3 separate regions of the Mus musculus genome follow, and all the other regions are linked to region 3. A link is a contact called in public Hi-C and HiChIP or PLAC-seq data. All regions are on one chromosome and are shown on one strand. The core of a region is the stretch at or near the end of the contact, and the rest is flanking DNA. Distances in the headings are between cores, read along the strand shown. Region 1 has its middle 43 kb from the start of Sfrp1. Region 2 has its middle 44 kb from the start of Gm30370. Region 3 holds the start of Sfrp1 (secreted frizzled-related protein 1).

Evidence for each region. A called contact is a pair of places that touch in the nucleus more often than the background predicts. HiChIP or PLAC-seq counts read pairs in DNA pulled down with a chosen protein or histone mark.
Region 1: a contact with region 3 is called in a Hi-C map of uterus, with 1.6 times the contacts expected there. The contact joins the enhancer-like site here to the promoter of Sfrp1 in region 3. A contact is called at or near these places in 2 of 484 Hi-C or Micro-C datasets (both in uterus) and 2 of 115 datasets of contacts at active chromatin or transcription factors (both in embryonic stem cells).
Region 2: a contact with region 3 is called in an H3K27ac HiChIP or PLAC-seq map of embryonic stem cells, with 6 read pairs. The contact joins the enhancer-like site here to the promoter of Sfrp1 in region 3. A contact is called at or near these places in 1 of 39 promoter capture datasets (cancer-associated fibroblasts), 23 of 484 Hi-C or Micro-C datasets (the HL-1 cell line, adipose-derived mesenchymal stem cells, embryonic fibroblasts and 7 more), 12 of 115 datasets of contacts at active chromatin or transcription factors (cardiomyocytes, craniofacial prominence, embryonic forebrain and 2 more) and 3 of 9 other capture datasets (adipose tissue, embryonic stem cells and liver).

The regions. Positions count from the first base shown.
Region 1 is chr8:23,453,268-23,456,321 of GRCm38.p6, forward strand. No RefSeq gene overlaps it. Among named protein-coding and RNA genes, the nearest start is that of Sfrp1, 43 kb to the left of the region's middle. Within about 2 kb of position 1,669, at least 20 of the 459 cell types and tissues checked have an H3K27ac peak or open chromatin away from gene starts, as enhancers often do. A contact at or near this core is called in uterus, where this site is marked.
Region 2 is chr8:23,359,060-23,362,003 of GRCm38.p6, forward strand. No RefSeq gene overlaps it. Among named protein-coding and RNA genes, the nearest start is that of Gm30370, 44 kb to the right of the region's middle. Within about 2 kb of position 1,387, at least 40 of the 459 cell types and tissues checked have an H3K27ac peak or open chromatin away from gene starts, as enhancers often do. A contact at or near this core is called in embryonic forebrain, embryonic stem cells and neural progenitor cells, where this site is marked.
Region 3 is chr8:23,410,118-23,413,229 of GRCm38.p6, forward strand. Sfrp1 (secreted frizzled-related protein 1) reads left to right here and starts at 1,385. Exons shown (of 3, transcript NM_013834.3): 1 at 1,385-2,211. The coding sequence starts at 1,668.

The DNA of each region.
Region 1 (3,054 bases), core at 419-2,918, 43 kb after region 3:
TGGTCAGTAGGAAGGGGGGGGGAGGGGGAGGGGGAGGGAGGAGGAGGGAGGAGGGGGGAGGAGGGGGAAGGGGCACAAGTGTCCTGCAGCCTCCCAGGAGTCTCTTAGGCCATCTCTCTACAGTGCCAGAAGTTAGTAATGATGAGGGAGTTGGGTAGCAACGAGGAGAACATTCTCTGATGGAGACTGAGGACAGTCAGGTCCGATGTTAGTCAGGACAAGACATCCATGTTTGTTTTCATTAGCAGATGGGAAGGAAAGGATGCCTCTCCCCAGGTCAGGAACTAACATCAGTTTGGCTGTACCACGACTCCATGAAGGAAGAGGGTGACTGGTGTGTTGAAGGCTGGCTCCTAGCCGGAATCTTCCGTCCTAGGCCTTCCTTACTGTGACTCCTTCTTTGTCCTGAGTCCCGCCCCCCCCCCCCCCGGGGCACTTCTCTCCCTCCTACCTGCTCATTTCTGGGGTCCTCAGGCTGAACTGCCAGTTGGGTCCCCAGCAGGTACTCATCTCATCCGCATCTGATGTCTACTCCTCCCTGCCTGATGGAGGCGAGGGAGTTTGTGCAAGAGAAGTAGACTCAGCCATAGCGGGTGGGTTCAGCTTCTAAATAAAGGTAAGGAGAACACACACAGTCACCCTTGGGACCCTTGGCTTAGAGACAGGCCACAGCTTCCCCCGGCCAGAACATCCTACCCTTTCTTTGCTCCAGAGAAAAAGCTGCTCTGCCTTTTAACTCTCTGATACCCTGAAGTGACCATCGTCACCTGTTTCTTCTCCTGTAATTGCTGGTTTCCTACTGAAATTTCCACATCAGACCATTCCGTAGGCTTTGTGTGTGTGTGTGGAGGGGGGCTTGCTCTGCTCTGCCTGGCCATTGGCATCCTTGCTGTGGATTGCCGTGGGCTGCTGGGGTTTATCACGTGCACCTTCTGCTGCAAGCCTGCAGGGTTAAGGGCCTTGAGGGAACCACTCCTGGTTGCTGAGCCAAACATCAGGACAAGGGAGGCTTGACAAGGGTCTGGCCTGCTTCCTGATTTTGGATTAGGCCAAATTTGGAGTGTGTTGTACACCCCCACCCTCAAGTATTTGAGAGGAAATGTGACCCTTGTGTTTCTGATTCATGTGCACTTAACTCATTAAAATGCTGATTTACAGACGGTGGCGATGTCCAAACTAATCTCTGGGGCCTCATTTTCTAGCCTTTTCTTTTCTTTTCTTTTCTTTTCTTTTCTTTTCTTTTCTTTTCTTTTCTTTTCTTTCCTTTCCTTTCCTTTCCTTTCCTTTCCTTTTCTTTTCTTTTCTTTTCTTTTCTTTTCTTTTCTTCTTTTCTCCTCTCCTCTCCTCTCCTCTCCTCTCCTCTCCTCTCCTCTCCTCTCCTCTCCTCTCCTCTCCTCTCCTCTCCTCTCCTCTCCTCTCTTCTCTTCTCTTCTCTTCTCTTCTCTCTTCTCCTTCCCTCTCTCTCCTTCTCTCGCCCTTTCTCTCTCCCCCTTTCTCTCCCTTTTTTGCCTTTTGTTTTTCTTGTTGTGAAAGGCTAGGTGGAAAGAAGAAATCAAGATTTTGCTTCCCAGCTGGGGCAGTTGCATTCCATCTGTATTGGAACTTGGGCCTGGAAGGCAAGGACAGGAACTTCGACCTTGGAATTGATTGGGTTCTCCGCTGAAGGAGACCTAATCAGAACCACCTGGTGTTCTTCAAGGCCCAGTCGTTGTCCAGGCTGTAGGAAGCATTTGAACTTGACCTGTGCTGAAAATGAGCCAGGCTACATGAAAAAAGGAAGGCCCGTGTCCACTTTCCGGAATGAATGTAGGTCTTGAGAGCATGCAGATTCTGCAATAAACACGCCAAGCCCAGCTTGGCTGCCCTGCAGCTAAGATCTCATCAGCTTCTCCCATGAGCACCGCTTTCCTCCTGGGATCTTAGGGTGCATTTGCTTGCATGGTGCATATGAAACTTGTTTGCAATGGGAACAGTGGTAGATCATAAATTGAGCAGCTAAATTCTTTAGGGAGTCTTGGGATTTTTGCCCCATTTCTCATTTTTATTTTTAAGGAGGAGAATGTTAGGGGAGGAAAAAAAGCCCTATACTAGAGTAAGAAGAACGGGTCTCTTATTATTATGAGTGGGTGGTATCAGGGTGTGTGTGTGTGGGGGGGAGCATCAGGGCATGTGTGTATGTATGGGTGGGTATGTGGTAATATCAGGGTGTGTTTGGGTGTGTGTTGTGTGTGTGTGATCAGAACATGTGTGAATGTGTGAGGGTGGATGGGTGGTGATATCAGAGTATGTGTACATGTATGTGTGTGTGTATGTGTTCATGTGTGTGATCAGAACATGTGTGAGGGTATATGGGTGGTAGTATCAGAGTGTGTGTGTGTGTGTGTGTGTGTGTGAAGCATCATGGCATTTGTGTGTGGTGGGTGAGTGATAGTATCAGAGTATGAGTATATTGGTATCAGGATTTGTATATGACATCAAAATGTGTGTGTGTGTGTGTGTGTGGTAGTATCAGTATGTTTTGTGGCATCAGTGTGTATGTGTGTGTGTGTGAAAAAGAGAGAGAGAGAGAGAGAGGAAGAAGGAGGAGGAGGAGGGGAAGGGGAAGGAAGGGGAAGGGGAAGAGGGGGAAGGGGAAGGGGAAGGAAGGAGAAGGGGAAGGGGAAGGAAGGGGAAGGAAGGGGAAGGAGAAGGAGAAAAGGAGAAGAAGAAGAAGAAGAAGAAGAAGAAGAAGAAGAAGAAGAAGAAGAAGAAGAAGAAGAAGAAGAAGAAGAAGAAGAAATAGTAGTAGTATCAGGGTATTTGTGTAGTATCAGAGCCCTGTTGGTATCAATGTGTTTGTTTGTGTGTGTGTGTGGGGGGGGGAGTGTGTGTATGCAGTAGTATCAAGGTGTTTGTGTGTGACATCAGAGCTTGTGTTGGTATCAGTGTGTGTGTGTGTGTGTGTGTGTGTGTGTGTGTGTGTATGTGTGTGTGTGTCTGTGTGTGTGTGTGAGAGAGAGAGAGAGAGAGAGAGAGAGAGAGAGAGAGAGAGAGGGGTTTCTATTGCTATGATAA
Region 2 (2,944 bases), core at 137-2,636, 51 kb before region 3:
AGTTTTATCAAAGTGTCAGGACACAGGATCAACGTAGAAAAAGCCATAGATTTTCTACACACCGACAACAAACATCATGGGAAAAATAATGGACACGCTTGCATTCACAGACAGCATCAAAGAAAGTAAAAATATCTAGGAATAAACCTAACCAAGGATGTGAAAGACATCTATGGTGGAAACTTCAAAACTCTGAATTAAGAGATTCAGGAAGAATGGCAAGATATACAATGCAAATGGACTGACAATATTATGGAAGTGACTACTCTACCAGACGCTCTTTTCAGATTCAATGCAATTCTAATTAAAACTCCCAACTCATTCTTCATAGAAATGAGGGGAAAACTACCCCAAAACTCATCTGGAAGCACAAAAGGCCCTGATAGCCAAAAGCAAAAATAACAGAGCAAAGGGGAATTATCATTCCATATTTTAAGCTATGTTAAAAAAAAAAAAAAAAAAAAACCTCAAACTACAACAATAACCACAACCAATGATACTGACATAAAAACAGACATGACAGCAATCTATGGGACAAAGCAAAGACCCACACATGAGTACATATAACTACAGCCATTTCATTTTTAAAAAAGAAAGATGGATACCCATAAGCAGAAGAATGAAATTAGACTCCTATCTGTCACCGTGCATAAAAAAAAACGAACTCGAAAACTCCAAGTGAGTCAAAGACCTAAATCCGAAACCTGAAAACACCGAAACTTCTAGAAGAAAACATAGTGTCTTAGTTAGGGTTTTATTGCTGTGAAGAGACACCATGACCACAGCAACTCTTACAAAGGAAAGCATTTAATTGGGTCTTGCTTACAGTTTCAGAGGTTTAGTTCGTTAGTATGGTGGGGAACATGGTCACGTAAAGGCAGTCATGGTACTGGAAACGTAGCTGAGAACTCTATCTGGAGCTACAGGCAGCAAGGGGTGCGGGGGAGGTTGCCTTACTGAGAAGGAGGAACTGGCCCAGGTTAACCCAGGTTGCCCCCAGTTTCTGGGGCTATCCTTAAGCTAACCTGTTGCATATGACTCAATTCTGTTTCCCTTCTTTGTAGCGACAGTTACTTTTATATCTTTATTTAAGACAGGAACCGATACAGTTCTCAGATAACTACTCTGTATCCCACCAAGCACCAGAGCAAGGAAGCAAGCAAACCTTTAGCTAGAGATAAGAAACGTGTGCTATGAGGTGTTTTTCTTGTGCTAACGATTGTGAATGGCCGGTCACAGCCCCATACCGAAGCCTGTCTAGAAAGGAAGGAAGGTTTGGCACAGCCTGCTACCTTGCTCTCTGAGAAGCGACTCCTCCGGACTGTGACCAGGGCCCATCAGTGGGCTTTTGTTGCTGTTTCTCAGGGCTCAGCCTATTGAAGGAGCATGGGACACCGGCCATCCTGTGTGTTCCCCAAGACAAGACCCTCAGGGAGCGCTGGAGTGTTGCGGAGGGCTCCTAACACGTTCATTTCATAAATTTAACTACTTATCTTGACAGTTGAACCTTGCTCAGGTGAATTACTGAAGTCTCTATAAAAATCTTACCTATTTCCTTCCCATAGGTTGTGAATTCAGAAGTTTGAGTTATAGTGATTTTTTTTCTCTAAAAATAAAAACAATGTTTAAAAAACCACTTTTATCCGTAAAGAGTTGTTTTTTTTTTTTTTTTTTTTTTTTTTTTTTTTTTTTTTTGTAACCAATAATAGTTTTCAGGCTCTCCCTGATTAGCTGATGAGACCTCGGCCCAATTAACTAAGGCAAGCTACTGAGTGCGTGATTGCCTTTCAGAATCGCGGAGGCGCTTTAAAGCGAAGTGTTCAATGGCACAGTTCAGCCTGACCCACAGATCCTTACAGCAACCGTTATTTTTGGCTGGGGCATGTGCTGTGCTATCTCCCAGGCCGGGATGGCAGGCTATTCAGGCCCCCTTTCCTATTTGCATGTCTATCAGGGGTCTTTCACAGCCCAGGGCCCCAACTAGGGCTCTGGCAAAGGCTGCTTTGTTCTTCAGAACCGCCCCAATCAGGCTCAGCCCTCTCTGCCAGGGAGGTTCTAAAATACCTGTTAGTTTCCTCGGAATCCTGAGTTTTGCTTTCACTGCAAGCAGGCCTGAGGCTCCATGGCCCAGGCTGTTGCTGAGAAATGCTTTTGATGGAGTCCCTAGCGGTCCAGCAGCAGGCATCAGGAGTGGCCTTTCCTCTCTAAGACTGCAGGAGATTGGATCCCCACAGGACACGACATGGATTTGCTTCTTTCTCTTTTCAGAAGTTAAAAGGTTTTCTGAGGTTAAGAGCAAGTAGTATTTATATATTTAGAAATACATACATATGAAAAGGAGACAACGATGTAATTGTATTTTATTTAAAAAAAAAAAAAGGAAATCTCAGAAGAGATTTGGCCACAGCTTGCCCCCCTTTGTTGTTAATAAGTTAAAAATTAAAGACATATTTGGACAGTAACAACAACAAAAAGAGAGAAATTACATAGACAATATTTTAAAAGCCAACGTTACAGATTTGACCATTACGAAAAATCTTCATGTCCAGAGTAATTAGTTAAACTCTACTTCAATAGCTCAGTGGGAGAGCCTTTGCCCAGCGAGCACAAGGCCCTGGATTTGAACTCCTGCAGTGCAGCAAAGCAAACAAACAGCTCCCAGGAAAACCTCAGACAAAACAAAGACAAAAACAACCAACAACTAAAAGCTAGCATCTACTTCAAATGTTTCCTCCACAATCTGACAGCCCAAGTCCACCAGCCAAGGGGTTGGGCAACGATGTATCTGATCCCCAAGTTTGCTCTGTGTGTGTGGTGCCTTTTAAGGCAAAGCCCAGGCTGTGGTAGCCTCAATAGGCTAGCCTTGGCCACACCGAACCCACTATTTCAGCTAAAGAGAGAGGAGAGAAGTCACATGGAAAATGGAAGAGAGTGACCCTGGTGC
Region 3 (3,112 bases), core at 135-2,634:
TCAGCCTAGGAAGGACAGGCATGTTGACCGCCTGCTGCAGCTGCTTCCCGCAGTAGAGTCACAGCATCAGCGTGTGTATGATTGCTTTAAGAAGGGATCCCCGCATCTTTGCAAGTTCCGGAGCTTTTACTCGGAAAGGAGAAATTGGGTCTATTGAGTGGAAAGCAAGACTCCCCAGAGCTTTATAAACCAGCCGCCTGGGCCAGCGGCATCTCCCACTGTGTTGGGCTTTGCAACTAGGAGTGGCGACCCATTTGCCACCCAGTACCGCAACACACTGCATCCTCTGCTGCCCCTCCACCCACTATGAAGAACACAGAATGAGGTGATCCAGAGAACTTCTCCGGCTGCTTGTGCGGTCTCCTCTCTACTCTAGATCCCACCCCTAGCTCTCTGAATGTAAGGGGAGTATTTGGAACACTCAAGCAATTCCCAGGAAGTGAGTAGTGGGTGTGTGTGGTCAGGGGTGGGGGAGGCTAGAGGACGACTTAGTTATTCTTTCTTGCCTGGCTTCTGCCTTATGCGGGAGGGGGTGACACACCTTTGGTTTTTGACCTCTGAATTAGCATGTGTATCTTGAGTTGGTATCCACCCACCCAGTACTGCTGGTATTTTTAGTGCTTTGGCTTTCTAATCCACAAACGCGTCTGTGTGTGTGTGTGTGTGTGTGTGTGTGTGTGTGTGTAAGTTTGTGCACATATGTGTTGTCTGCAGAGCTGAGACTTGAGTAGGGTCTTAAAAACATCGTTTAAAAACGTCAACTGTCCTTGGGAGCTAATACCCACATGATCAGTGCTCTTCTCCGCAGTGAGCCCCTTTCCCGTTCTACCTTCGGTCACCTGGAACACAGCCACAAACACCACCTTCTCTTAGTCTTTGCAAAAGCCCAGACTCCCCGGGAATTTAAAAGAGCTCCCTAAATTCAGCCTGCCCATCCGAGCAGCTGGGAAGCAGCTAAGATTAAAACCGTGGAGCGAAGGGCTGCTGGTCTGTTGCGTTGTTCCTTGGAACTAGGAAAAGAAGTAGAAAAAAGTCTTCACAACTGCATCAATTTGCAAGTATTATGAAGAGTCCTTTTTTTTTTTTTTAAACAAACCGACTCACTCTAATTACAGCGTCCAACTCCGACTCCACCCACCCCGCACTTCTAACTACTCTCTCCCTTTTGCTTTTGCCTCCTTCGAAAGTACTTGCTTAGTTTTTGGTTTTGCTTTTTAAGGGGTGTTGACCTGGGTCTAGTTCTAGTAAACCGATCCTTCTGGCCGGCGCGGCGATTGGTTAACTGCGCGGCTGACTGACGCGGTGTGGAGAGCGGCTCCCGGCAGCGCGGAGCTGATTGGCTGCGCGCGGGGAGATCCAGGGCTCGGCCACCCGCACACCGCGCATTCGAGCTGCAGCGTCGCAAGTAGGTGCAGCAGCCCGCAGCCCGCCGCGCCTCTGCGAGCCGGGACAGCACTCGGCCCCGCGCGCTCCCCGCCCCGCGCCAGCCCCGCCGCGGCGACCTGCTGCAGCGGAGGACCCCATCGATCGGAGACCCGGGGAGCAGCGCGCAGCCGCCGAGCCGGACGGGGCCCGGCACTGCGCCTTTGTCCCCGGAGGCTCCGGGAAGTTTGCAGCGGGACGCGCGCGTGAAGGCAGCGTGGGCAGCCCCGACGTCGCCGAGCAACATGGGCGTCGGGCGCAGCGCGCGGGGTCGCGGCGGGGCCGCCTCGGGAGTGCTGCTGGCGTTGGCCGCCGCTCTGCTGGCCGCGGGTTCGGCCAGCGAGTACGACTACGTGAGCTTCCAGTCCGACATCGGCTCGTATCAGAGCGGGCGCTTCTACACCAAGCCCCCGCAGTGCGTGGACATCCCGGTGGACCTGAGGCTGTGCCACAACGTGGGCTACAAGAAGATGGTGCTGCCCAACCTGCTGGAGCACGAGACCATGGCAGAGGTGAAGCAGCAGGCCAGCAGCTGGGTGCCGCTGCTCAACAAGAACTGCCACATGGGCACCCAGGTCTTCCTCTGTTCGCTCTTCGCGCCCGTCTGTCTGGACCGGCCCATCTACCCGTGTCGCTGGCTCTGCGAGGCCGTGCGCGACTCGTGCGAGCCGGTCATGCAGTTCTTCGGCTTCTACTGGCCCGAGATGCTCAAATGTGACAAGTTCCCCGAGGGCGACGTCTGCATCGCCATGACCCCGCCCAATACCACGGAAGCCTCTAAGCCCCAAGGTAAGGGTATGCCTTCCCACGCCCGCGAACCCCCGCGCCCATCCGCACTGGCCCAGGGCTGTAGAGGGGGAAAGCTCAGGAGCCGCGCACCGCAACCCGCAAGGTGTGCAGACCCGATCCCTAAAGCTTCTGGGAGGCCCAGGCATCGCTTGGCGCTTCTCCCGCTCCAGGTACTCCCTGATGGCTGGTGAGCCTCGGCCGTGGGGGGGGGGGGGTTGGGGGGGGCGAGGGGAGACCTGGAGCTGCTCTTCCTAAGCTCCAGTCTGGCGTTTTCCATACCTGAAAGAAAGCAAAGCTTAGGTTTTAAATAAAAGGACGTCTATCTCTTCAGAGAGAGTGCGGTGTCCTGTTCCAAAACTGTTAACATCCGAGACAGACACTGCTCCCTTGGAAAACCACTCGCTCAAACTACAACAACAAACAAACAACCCCAAACGTAAGACGGAGGGATTTATTTTCATAAGTTTGTAATTTTTTTCTCTAAAAACAAAACCATCAACAAGAAATCCTCTTTGCTCAGCTTATCTTCCAGTCGTGTTGCAGATCTGGAAGAGGAAAGAAGTTTAGAAAGCGCAACTTCTCTTTCTTCCCCTCTAAATTCAGGCAGCAACCTTGAGTTTAGCAAACCAAGGGGGATGCAAAAACCTCTGGTGCCCCAGCCTTGCTTACCCCCTGCTTCTCTCCTTCACACAAATCCTTGGGTAATTAGAAAGATAAAAATGTAATTAGCTCATTGTTTATCTCCTCCTGGAAGGGTGAGGACCTGCAAATTGGGTGCTGCAAATACTGAACCCTGGGGGGCCCGAATTTCTCTTGGGAACCCTGTATTTAAAGGGAAATTTTCATGTGAGAGGGAAAAAGAAAATCTGGAGACTCAAACAAAATCAAACTAGAAACACAC